2 separate regions of the Sander lucioperca genome follow, and region 1 is linked to region 2. Evidence: chromatin contacts called from public Hi-C data. All regions are on one chromosome and are shown on one strand. Each heading gives the region's core, a stretch centred on a gene start, on an enhancer-like site or on the middle of the called end of the contact. The rest is flanking DNA. Distances are from core to core; before and after follow the strand shown. Region 1 holds the start of LOC116048575 (protein adenylyltransferase SelO-like). Region 2 holds the start of LOC116048581 (carbonic anhydrase 1).

What was found. A called contact is a pair of places that touch in the nucleus more often than the background predicts.
Region 1: a Hi-C map of liver shows a contact between it and region 2, with 3 times the contacts expected there. The contact joins the promoter of LOC116048575 here to the promoter of LOC116048581 in region 2. A contact is called at or near these places in 2 of 2 Hi-C or Micro-C datasets (liver and muscle).

What each region holds. Positions count from the first base shown.
Region 1 is chr23:7,575,582-7,581,445 of SLUC_FBN_1.2, forward strand. It overlaps LOC116048575 (protein adenylyltransferase SelO-like), which reads left to right and starts at 2,353. Exons shown (of 19, transcript XM_035998079.1): 1 at 2,353-2,575; 2 at 3,742-3,860; 3 at 3,950-4,078; 4 at 5,150-5,214; 5 at 5,334-5,390; 6 at 5,551-5,649. The coding sequence starts at 2,563. pdss1 (decaprenyl-diphosphate synthase subunit 1) reads right to left here and starts at 2,620. Exons shown (of 11, transcript XM_031297743.2): 1 at 2,412-2,620; 2 at 1,114-1,178; 3 at 530-665. The coding sequence starts at 2,564.
Region 2 is chr23:7,415,051-7,420,887 of SLUC_FBN_1.2, forward strand. LOC116048581 (carbonic anhydrase 1) reads left to right here and starts at 1,810. Exons shown (of 7, transcript XM_031297748.2): 1 at 1,810-1,990; 2 at 2,251-2,448; 3 at 4,390-4,508; 4 at 5,004-5,096; 5 at 5,223-5,285; 6 at 5,381-5,536. The coding sequence starts at 1,963. rad51b (DNA repair protein RAD51 homolog 2) reads left to right here. Exons shown (of 1, transcript XM_031297746.2): 1 at 1-278. The coding sequence ends at 127.

The DNA.
Region 1 (5,864 bases), core at 1,103-3,602, 160 kb after region 2:
AGATAAACGTCTGCCAAACACAACATGACTGTAAAATGTCTTCTGTTCATTTATAACCAAAACCTTTTTGAGATGACAACACTTAAGAGATGACTCTTAACCCACCCCACCACCCACTACACTTTGCATTAACCTACATCCTGGACTAATACATCTGCCCATTGCACATACGGTATATTTTTTGCACGTTCTGCACTCAATACATTCAGCCAATTTTTTCTTATGTTAAACAGCTACTTTGTATATATTTGTTTCATATGTATGTGCAATGTGTTTGTTAGTTTATGTATGCACCAACCACCAAGGCAAATTCCTTGTAAGTACTTTCTTGGCTATAAACCTTTTTCTGATTCTGATTGGGTGGCTCACTCGTTGTCTGTTATTGAAGTGTCAATGCAGCTGCCAGGTCAAATCCAAGCCTCAAATCCTACTGTCTCTATATACTAACTACCCTAATGTTCGCTGAAAATTCCCATTAGGTTATATGTAGAGACACATAGCAAGTACACTCTCTGTATTGAAAATGTACCTTTCTGATGTCATCATATAAATTAGTTAAATCTTTCTGGGCTAATGTGAAGGGGTCCTTCAGCTTTGCGTCACTGTGTACAGTCTTTCTGCAACAGCGAGGCTGTAGTGTGGGATTCAGCAACTGTGACTTGTGTCTGGAGAGAAAGACAAACAATATACACTAACAGTGAAATACAGAAAAGCACAAAGTAATCACAAGGAGGAATATTTTATTGAAAATGGCCTATATCTTGATCACTGTGCTACAACATACTGTTTGTTTTGATTCTATTTACAAAGCCTAATTTTATTTACAATATGTACAGGATACAACACCCTTCGAAAAGTAATAAGGAATAATATTGGCTCATATGTATCGGTAATTTATTTGGATAGCCATTAGCTGTTACCGGGGCAACCACTACTCTTCCTAGAGTTCACAGCAACAAAAAAAAAAAGTTTCATGTGATAATGTAAATCTTGTGTTGCTTGATGTTTAACCAAATTGCTAAAGTATAGCATGCTAAAACTGTGTGGTGGTGTAAGGTGACCATTATTATAAATAGTTTGTACAGTGCAAAGCCTTTGGTTAAGAAAACTCACCTGGTGAGAGATGTGGTAAAGTTAGTTTTGGCGTGTATCTGTGTTGGTAGTGCTGGTGGTGGCCCCTGTAATAACAAAGTTCAGTTCAGTTCAATTTCATTTATATAGCACGTTTAAAAACAACCATAGTTGACCAAAGTGCTTAACAAGCTCAAAAAAAGTTGTTTGTGTACATTATCTTTTTATTTATTTACAAAATAACCAACAGACAATTGGTGTCAAAGCTCAACTTGAATTGAAAGCCAACGAATAGTAGCGGGTCTTAAGCAAGGACTTGAATGTTTCAACGGTCCGAGATGTTCTTATACAGTATGAATAGGTAAACTGAATAGGGAGGGGGGGGGGGTGTAGTAGTTTTGACTCTTTTCAGCATTTAATAACCGTTTTATTATGGTAATTACAATCAGCTCTATTAGCAAAGTATGTGAGTAGGCCTACACATACAAGAACTCTGGTTTTTGAAATTCTCAATGTACCTACATACAGTTCCAAGTCCTAACTAACATGAAGATGGAAATAGACAAACCAAAAAACAAGCACCAACAAGCTGAACAAAGAGCTAAACATAAACACAAACCTAATGTACAAACAAACAAGTAATGAAAAATAGGTGTGTATATAAAAAGCAAGAATGACCAACAATACAATGACAAGTCAAGTGTTCTATAGATTGTAAACAAATGGGAGTAACAAACGTTTATCAATGACAAATGAATGAATGAAAGATCAAATCTAAATGGACAGGAACTTGACAAAACATTTGTTAGACTCAAGGCAGACAGCTAGCCAAGTAAAGGAAAGTGCTCGGAGTAATTAATCTGTAATATCAGGGGCAGGTCTTGACCTTTATTTGTGCTGAGTGATTTCTGAATGAGCCAACAACCCCTGCAACAAGTCGATGGGTCAACATTAATCTACGAAATACTAACAAAACACTCTCGCGAAAGACAAAAGGCAGTTACATTACCAGGAAAACATACAGATAGTTGTATAGCTGAAAATTACTACCATTCAGCGTGGATGGCTGACAGCTTGCCAGTGACCTTCCCGGGTTTGACAGCACACGTTTATTTTTTTTCCCAGGATGGCGAAAGCATAGCCCGTCCTACTCTGGCTCTGATTGGCTTACCCTGACATTCTTACCCTTAGCCTAACCAATCCCACTCCTCTTGCCTAAACCTGACCAACCCAACCAACGAAGACAACGAGTAATAGCCAATCAGAGAGAGATTAGGGTGTGCCATCCTAGGAAATATAATGTAGTTCGGTGTACCGCTAACAGTCAGCCACCAACTCACCTCATTCCCCGGTACGGAGCTCCAGGATCTCTGCCCCAAAGAGGATGTAGAGAACGCAGCCCTGCCATTACAATGCCACAAGGTTTCAAACAAACTCGTGCTCGTACAGTTTGCACTCCACCTTCTGCACTGCCTCAACCACGGGCACGCCATGTTCTCAAGCGGTGGGGCTTCGGCACAGGATATATATTTCAGCGGAACCGGAAGTCAGTTACAGTTGTTACGCATGGTGTTGACGTTAACGTTAGCCATATATGGTAGAGTTGATATAAACATTAATTAATTCCTCGAAAATGGCATTATTATCAGGGATGCAGCGGTACATGTAAACACAGATTGTTGTCTGTTTAAACTGAAGATAGGAAATTGTCTTCTTATGTCTCCGGGGAAATGTGTCTTGTGTACTATTTGGGGGTAGTAGCTAGGTTGCTAACAGCTAACGTTAGATAGCTCTAACGTAGCTAGTAGTAGTAAATATTGGTGGTGTTTTCGAAACTTAATAATATATTGTCTTGGATGTAATGCCGAATTAACCTAGCTTTTTATTTACACACGGCTATTAAAAAAATAATAATTCTAGGTTGAGTTTTAGTCATTGTAGTTAGTCATATTCCTGAATATAAGATCACATTATCATAATTTAAGATAACATTAAGTTATACAATTTGAGGTGCTTGTACTTTGCGTGGTAATGCCACCTTAAACTCCACTAGCTACATGTCAGAGTGAAAAGGCTGGACTTTTTAGTCCACTACAGATTCAGTTAGGCTACTTGTTTCTTTGCAGGTTCAGAATTTACATACAACACATACGATCAAAACAATATGATGCAGTTGTATAGATTAATTATTATTACTGCGATATTACTGTACTAGTAGTTTTAGTGAAGTACAGGATTCAGGTACTTCTTCCCCCAATGTGTGCACCAGCTGGAAATGATACTACCCATTTTCAAATCTACAACCACATCAGTGCTTACAGCCAGGTTGCTGTGTCTGTGACATGTGGAGCCCCTGCAAAGTGTTAGTTTTTGCTCTGGTAGTAGCATCCAGCTTCACATATGTACGTGTTCTGGAGTTCTGCCAAAGTACTCGCCATGACTGCAATAGTGAGATCCATGACAATAAGGGATCAAAGAGCAAGCTTTCCCAACACACTGTCAAATCCAGGTGGAACATGAGTGTTTCAAACCTTATACAGGACCTGGACCAGTTCAGAGTGTCCTGCAAGAAGCTAATAGGTAAAATGTGATTTGTGTGTCTTTGAGGTCAGTAAAAAGAGTGTTATAACAGTAATAATGTCGCAATTTAATCCTTTCGGTCCTCTGCAGAAGCATTCCCGATCGATGAGGTTGATGGCAACTTTGCTCGCTCTGTAAAGCACTGCATATTCTCCAAATCCAATCCAACCCCACTGAAAGACCCGTTAAGACTAGCAGCGATTTCTAAGGTGATGGTACAATATCATTGGCAGCACCGCAGAACAGTTTTCACAGTAAAATGTGAAGTATTCAACTATATCTAAATTTGTCTCAACAGGACGTCATTGAAGGGATTTTAGACTTGGATATGGCTGTAACCCAGTCAGATGATTTCCTGCATTATGCCAGCGGAGGAAGACTGCCATTAGGATCTGTACCACTTGCCCACAGATATGGAGGTCATCAGGTAATGATTCATTTGCTAATGGCGTGCACATATAAACTTAAAAATACAAACACAAATTACAACATATCAAGTTTCAAAAACAGATTTTTTTTCCAAATAAAATCAAGATAGACTTTTCTTTGTAATAAAAAACGGTGTTTCTTTTATAAAATCACATCGGCCGTGGACACATGGGCTGAGCTGAGTAACGTGATAACTTATCCCTACAGATATCTGGATTTTTATACAGGTTCCTTAATCAAATAGCATTTTTTTATAGATGAATTGTTGGGCATTTTAGGCCTTTATTTATATAGGACAGCTGAAGACATGCAGCAAAGGGCCCCAGGGTGGAACCTGAGGCCACTGAGTCGAGGAGTAAACCTCAATATATGGGCGCCTGCTCTACCAGGTGAGCTACCCAGGCACCCCAAATAGCATTTTTGACCAGTAACATACGTATACAGTATAACCTCAACAGATAATTCATTAACTGAGGGCAAAATTAAGCCAAAGAAAGTATATTAGCAAAGTCAAGGAAACTTGGAAGTCTGTGTACATTTTTAGTCCACTACAGATTCAGTTAGGCAGTCCACCCCAACGGGACTTACCATCTCCAACAGAAAACACTGTTCACAAACTGCTCCAAACAGCTCTGTTGTAGTCCAGCCTTTACTTCCATGACGAACGTGCGTCACTCTGACTTTGACTTTGTAACACACGTTATAATGCTCACCTAGCTGCTAGCGTGCAACTAGCGTGCAACTAGCGTGCAGCTAGTCAGTGCTCTGCAGCTGACTAGCTAGCAGTACTTACTGCGCATGTGCGACTCAACAAAGATGGAACAGAAGTGAGATGCCTCACTAAAACAGAGAGCTCAACACACAGGGTGAAAAGAGGAGCTGCAGCAATGTGCAGTACAACAAATATATGGTGTTTTCTGAATATTAAACCACATAAACCTATTCTGATATAACCTCTAAATACAATTATGAACCTGAAAATGAGCATAATATGAGCACTTTAAGATAATAATACCAGTGGACTAGAACAGTTGGTGACATTAAAATTTACTGTAAATATCTCCATCAGTTTGGCTACTGGGCAGGTCAGCTGGGCGATGGTCGTGCACATTCCCTTGGTCAGTATACCAACAGGTGAGAATATTTTATTATTATTTATAATTAGGTTCCTAGTGTATTCAAAGTACTTTGTATTCAAGTTGCATTTCCAATTTAAGATTTAATTTATATTCCTTATAAAAAATTACCCACAGGAAAGGCGAAGTATGGGAACTGCAACTTAAAGGCTCTGGGAAGACACCTTACTCAAGGTATGTTTTTCAGCATACCCTTTTACTTTTTCTTCCCCCCTTGTTTCCCTTTGCCACATTTGGCAACATTGTATGTCTGTGATACCAAATAGCAGCAAGAGGTAACTTTCTTTATCTGAAATTTCAATACGAATACGAAAAAATGAACATTTTAATGCAGGTCAGGAGATGGTCGAGCCGTGATCCGTTCTTCTGTAAGGGAGTTCCTGTGCAGTGAAGCCATGCATTTCCTTGGTGTTCCAACCAGTAGGGCTGCCAGGTGAGAGGGACAGGTGATGGATGAAAGACAACAAACGGGGTTAACATATCAAGGGATGTGTTTGTTTTTAATAGGCCTTAATATTGTCTATTGGATTCATAGAATTTGTCCAGTTTCTTCGCAGTTAGCTAGACCATTTACAGTAGCTTACAGCATTTACTTACACCAGGCACATCCTAACATTTGATAAAAAAACAACATTTCAAAAGTGTTTA
Region 2 (5,837 bases), core at 560-3,059:
CATCTGTATAGATGGAGATGATAGTCGGGAGAGTTTGTATGAAGGCACAGATCCAGGCCTCCAGCCAATCAGGGTCCAGACTGGATTCAACTACAACTTGAACACATCTACAGACTGCACAGACTAAACACAGCTCACCTGTGGGTGGGTGTGTGTGTAGTGACACAGCTACTATTGTATTAAAGCCGATACATATTTCACCTTACCTGTTGTGTCTTTACTCTATCTAACATAAAACACCATCATTTTGAAGGACAACTTCATTGAGAAAACTACTTACTTCATTCCAGTCTTAACTTTTATTTAAAAAAAAAAGAAAAAGAAAAAGAAAATACATCTTTTATGTTCAATTTATCGTCATAAACCCCCAAAATATTACCCTGAATATTTGATTTCCAGTGAATAAAAGCAGAAAACACTTAGAAAACTTTTTGTTTTTGGACGTGGAGCCTTCAAAACGAAAGCACAGTAGTTTAAATCTGTTGCAAATAATGATTTTCTAACATTATCAAATTAATTTTGGCACCCCGTTTTGCGCCAAATTACACTATCGCCATACTGAAATTCATGGTACAGTAGGTCTATGAGTTGACATTATTAAAAGTTATCTTTGGAGAAATTACAGCATGACATTTGAATTACTGTATTGCAATATTACTTTAATTGGATTAAGATTAATTCATATTAATTTAGTTTCTGTTGGTTATGTTTATTATGCCTCAAACCTGCATGGAGAGAATAAAAAAAAAAAAACGCACCAAAAGCCTTGTAGTCCCATTGACCGACAGCAGGTGGCATCATAATACCATCACAGCTGTGTTCATCTCCGCATGTTTGATTTTCTGATCGGCTGAGCTATCATTGAACACTGAGCTGTTTTGGCCACAAGGGTGATGATCATCAATAGAAGGATGAATGGAATACTTGTCATGCCAATCACATAGGCATAGGCCTACCGGTATGTTACTAATATGTGATTATAATGTGTTGGTCAATTCTTTATTAGTAAACACGGAGTCATCAGTCCAAAGACACTAATTGTGTTTTTGATTAAAAGTGTGTTTTAATTGCCTATAGGAGATAACAAGTACTTCTTTTTTCTGCAAATAACATAACGTATGATTCCGTGCAGTATTTTTTGGATCAAAATAAGCTACAGTGTTAAAGCCAACATTAACAACTATTGTTACAATTGGTGTTACACTGTATTGATTATTACATTGTCATCAAATGTATAGTCTGTTTGTTTTACTCGTATTTAGTCGTGATACAACAAGTAGGCAACCTTGGAGTTTTCCGTTTTAGCGTGTTAGTATTATTATATATTCCCAAAGCAATTCTTTCTATAATGTCACACAGCTGTAGTTTGAAGGTGGCACTTAGCCTGCATACATTCGCGTAATTCACTGATATGACAAGTTAAACCTGTTGAATGAAAGGTGAGAATGTGGGAACTTTTTTCGAGGAATATTATCTTGCTCGTCTGTCGAGAGAGAGAGAGAGAGAGAGAGAGAGAGAGAGAGAGAGAGAGAGAGAGAGAGAGAGAGAGAGAGAGAGAGAGAGAGGGAGAGGGAGAGAGAGAGAGAGAGAGAGAGAAAGAGATGATTGATCCTAAGTGTTAGAGAGAGAGAGAGAGAGAGAGAGAGGGAGAGAGAGAGGGAGAGAGAGAGAGAGAGAGAGAGAGAGAGAGAGAGAGAGAGAGGGAGAGAGAGGGAGAGAGAGAGAGAGAGGGAGAGAGAGAGAGAGGGAGAGAGATGATTGATCCAAAGTGTTGCAACGTTGCGGCGCATCCAAACTCCTCCCGGTCATTGCGGACATCATGTCCGACACACACACCGCTCACAGGGGACCCTATATAAGGTCTGCAGCTGTCAGGTGGAGGACACTGGCTCCTTTGGGCTGACGGACGACTCGCTTTAGGGAATTACAGCTCTACATACTGATAGATCCAAAACTGTTACCATGTCTTGGGGATACGCAAAGAACAACGGTGAGGCGCTCATTGCAAGTACACGCTATAATGCAGAGGTGACATTAATGAGAGGGTATGTTAAAACCAGTCATTCCGTCAGGCAGTGAATGAATGGAAGGACAGAGAATGCACAGACATTTTTAATTCTGTACATTTGGGGGGGGGGGGGGGGCTTTTCTGACGCGCGTATGAAGCACATCCCCAAATGCGCAATTTGTTTCATTAAAAGCCTCAACTAATATTCCTATGATCACAATTTATTATCATACTGTTTTTAGGACCCGACAAATGGGCTGATAACTTCCCTATTGCCAATGGACCCCGCCAGTCTCCCATTGACATCGTCTCTGGTGCATCATCATACGACAAGGGGCTGAAGCCGCTCAGCCTGAAGTACGACCCGTCCACCTGCCTCGAAATCCTCAACAACGGACATTCCTTCCAAGTGACCTTCGCAGATGACACCGACAGCTCAAGTTAGTGTGACATTAATATTTGATGAACACAGGCGCTCAGTGGAGAGCCTGCACGGCTTGGTATCAACGCTCCAGAATCCGATTATGTGCATTGTAATATATCGTCTTAACCTGGAGAAAACACAATATCTTCTTATTTTTTAAATTATTATTCCAATATTTGTAGATATAATAAGAGGAGCTGAAAGAGTATTGTACCTGGGCTATTGTTTTGGTTTGGTTGCTAACAAAGACAATTAAGGTCCTGGTGATGATTCATAGGATGCAGTAACCTGCTAAATGCGGCATTCAGGTTTAATGCATGGCTCCTGTGTGTTAACAGCAGCTCTCCCAGTCTCCACCTTAAAGACTATAGAACTCAAGCATGTTAACATTTAACATATTATGTTAATATTTATGTGGATGCATGGGTAATTGCGCCCCAGTTTCCAGTAGCGCCAACAGGGATTTGACAATAATGATCCAACAGACAAACATTGATTTTTGTTTTTTTTATTAGATTATTTTGGGTTGTTTTTATTTTATTTTTTTACATGCATTTCGTTAATACAAATACATTTTGGTAAATAGGCTGCAAGGGCTTCATTAAATGCCAAGCACAAAGCATGCAGAGACTAATTGAATTGGTAATGTAACCCCGTGGTAAACCTTTCCCACGCCAACTCTTTTCTGCTGCTTGTGAGGTCAAAAGCGCAACAAAGAAACCAAGGTTAGGCTACTCTGAGTCAAACAAACTCTGGCTCGGTTCACTATCAATGCGCCAAATGTGCGTGGAAGTGAGATACTATAAAAATGAAGCTTAACTGTTTGTTTGTTTTCCTCTTTTGTTTAATTGCATTTATTCATATAAGATTGTAAAAATATTTTATTTCAGTAAGAGACCAGAAAAAGGATTTAGGATTTGGAGGATTTTGGATTGGTTGTTCTTTAGCTGATCTGATAAAGTATAGGCTAATAAAGAATATGCTTACATTACCAACACAATGATGGATTATTTCTGGTGGACATTTATCAAGATGAAAAAAAAACAAAAGACCTTCTGCTAAGAATGAGCTAGATGAGTTAGAGCATCTTAATCTTTCCTTGCTATTTCACTTGTTTTCCACCCTGCCCTTCTAAATAAAGGACAATCTGACGCTGTCATCGTCATGCATCATGTGTGTGTGTGTGTGTGTGTGTGTGTGTGTGTGTGTGTGTGTGTGTGTGTGTGTGTGTGTGTGTGTGTGTGTGTGTGTGTGCAGTGGAAAAGATGAATACCACACAGCCTCTTTATTTTTGTATTTTTTCAGTAATGCCTTTAACTCCCACACATCTCTCAAATTCTTCAAGATCAGTTCTGCACCTTTTTAATCTTTTGATGCTGACTACTGAGAAACAAATATCCTGTGTGTGTGTGTGTGTGTGTGTGTGTGTGTGTGTGTGTGTGTGTGTGTGTGTGTGTGTGTGTGTGTGTGTGTGTGTGTGTGTGTGTGTGTGTGTGTGTGTGTGTGTGTGTGTGTGTGTGTGTGTGTGTCTCAGCTTTTCGTAACATTGCACCAGAAATACAGTCATCCGCTACAGATTGAGCTACTTTGTATTCTGCAAATAGATACATTATGTAACACTGGAAGACGGTTTGATGTTAACAATACCTGGACATCATTTCGGACTGAGTGTAACCCGCAGTTTGACTGGAGCTTACACAACAGGAACTGAGTCTGCTTCCATTAAATAGGAAATCTACCACAGTGACACAAGTGTGTACGTATAGATCTTATTCAGCTTTTTAACCTGTTCTTTGTGTGTTCTGATCAGAAAAATATTATCTCCCAGTAGGTTGTTTGAAACTTGGCCATGAATCACTGTTATCTTTTTTATAACAAGGTGTCATCATGGCTGACTGCAGCACTACCCACAACTGGTGTGGGATGAACTGATGGGAGATTTGTGTTTGTTCTGCAGCTCTGAAAGACGGCCCCATCTCAGGGACCTACAGGCTCAAGCAGTTTCATTTCCACTGGGGAGCTTCTGATGACAAGGGCTCCGAACATACTGTGAACGGGACCAAGTATCCTGCTGAGGTACAGATGCTCTGAGCCATGATGCTGATCATCATACTCAGAAAGCTTTAGTTTCTAACAGATTGAGGTTGACATACAGTAAGTGTCTCTGTTGTCTCTGTTAATTCTGTTTGTATAAGTAAACCTCAATCTGTGAGCGAATGAATGTGGTTGTTCTCCTTAAATAAATACACTTTTCTTACATTCTTTAAAAAAAGTTTCCAAAATGTTGAGAAAAGTTGTCTTACAGCATTTTGTTTTTATTGTGTTGTGATGATCAAATAGCATTTTTATAGCAAAATAAACTTTTTAAAAAATCCATCCATCCCATCTGCTTTTCAGTTCAATATCTACTGTTAGATAAAAAAAGTGTATTTAAGTAAATGAATTGCATGAAAGGTCCAGTTACCAGATCAGAAATTATAGGATTTCCACGGTTCTGAAAATGGATCATTAAAAAAAAGATTACTTCTGAAGGGCTTTGTTTTTTTATGTATTTGTTTCATTTATTCCCAGCTCCATCTGGTGCACTGGAACACCAAATACGCAAGTTTTGGTGAGGCTGCTAGCAAGCCTGATGGGCTTGCTGTTGTTGGAGTATTCCTGAAGGTCAGTAGCAACAATTAAAGCATGTTGTTCAGTATTGGTGCAATCAGCATAACACACTTTTACTGCAATGGATGGCACTGTTTGCTGATGATGATATAATTAACCTTCAACATTATTATATTTCAGATTGGTGGTCAAAATGCCAGTCTTCAGAAGATTATTGACGCCTTCAATGCTATCAAGGCCAAAGTATGTTTCTATAAAAACCACATTCTCTTGCATTTAATGATTTATGATAAGGTATTTAACTGACCTTCTCCTGACCATTTCTTTATTGTTTTCAGGGCCAGCAGACCACTTTTGCTGGCTTTGACCCTTCTACCTTGCTCCCTGGTTGCCTAGACTACTGGACATATGATGGCTCCCTGACCACACCTCCTCTGCTGGAGAGCGTTACCTGGATTGTCTGCAAAGAGCCAATCAGTGTCAGCGCTGACCAGGTATGGCTAGCTCACAGCATCCATTCAGCGGTAGCGAGAGAGTTGGCTCAGCCCACGGTCTAGAATAACCCTGTCTGAAAACCCTCTCTCACACTACAGTCGAAATCAAGGGCTTGATTGTTCAGTGATCAGCTGCACGGCTGAACTGACAAGAAAAAAACTTTGTTATGGGAGGACAGGCAATACAGGAGCCTATTTCACTTTCAAGATGAAAAAAAAACCCCACAGAGAGACTGGGGGCAAACAAGGGTTCACATAGATGCTGTTGCTTTACCACAGTATTTCTGTTTCAGTATGTTGT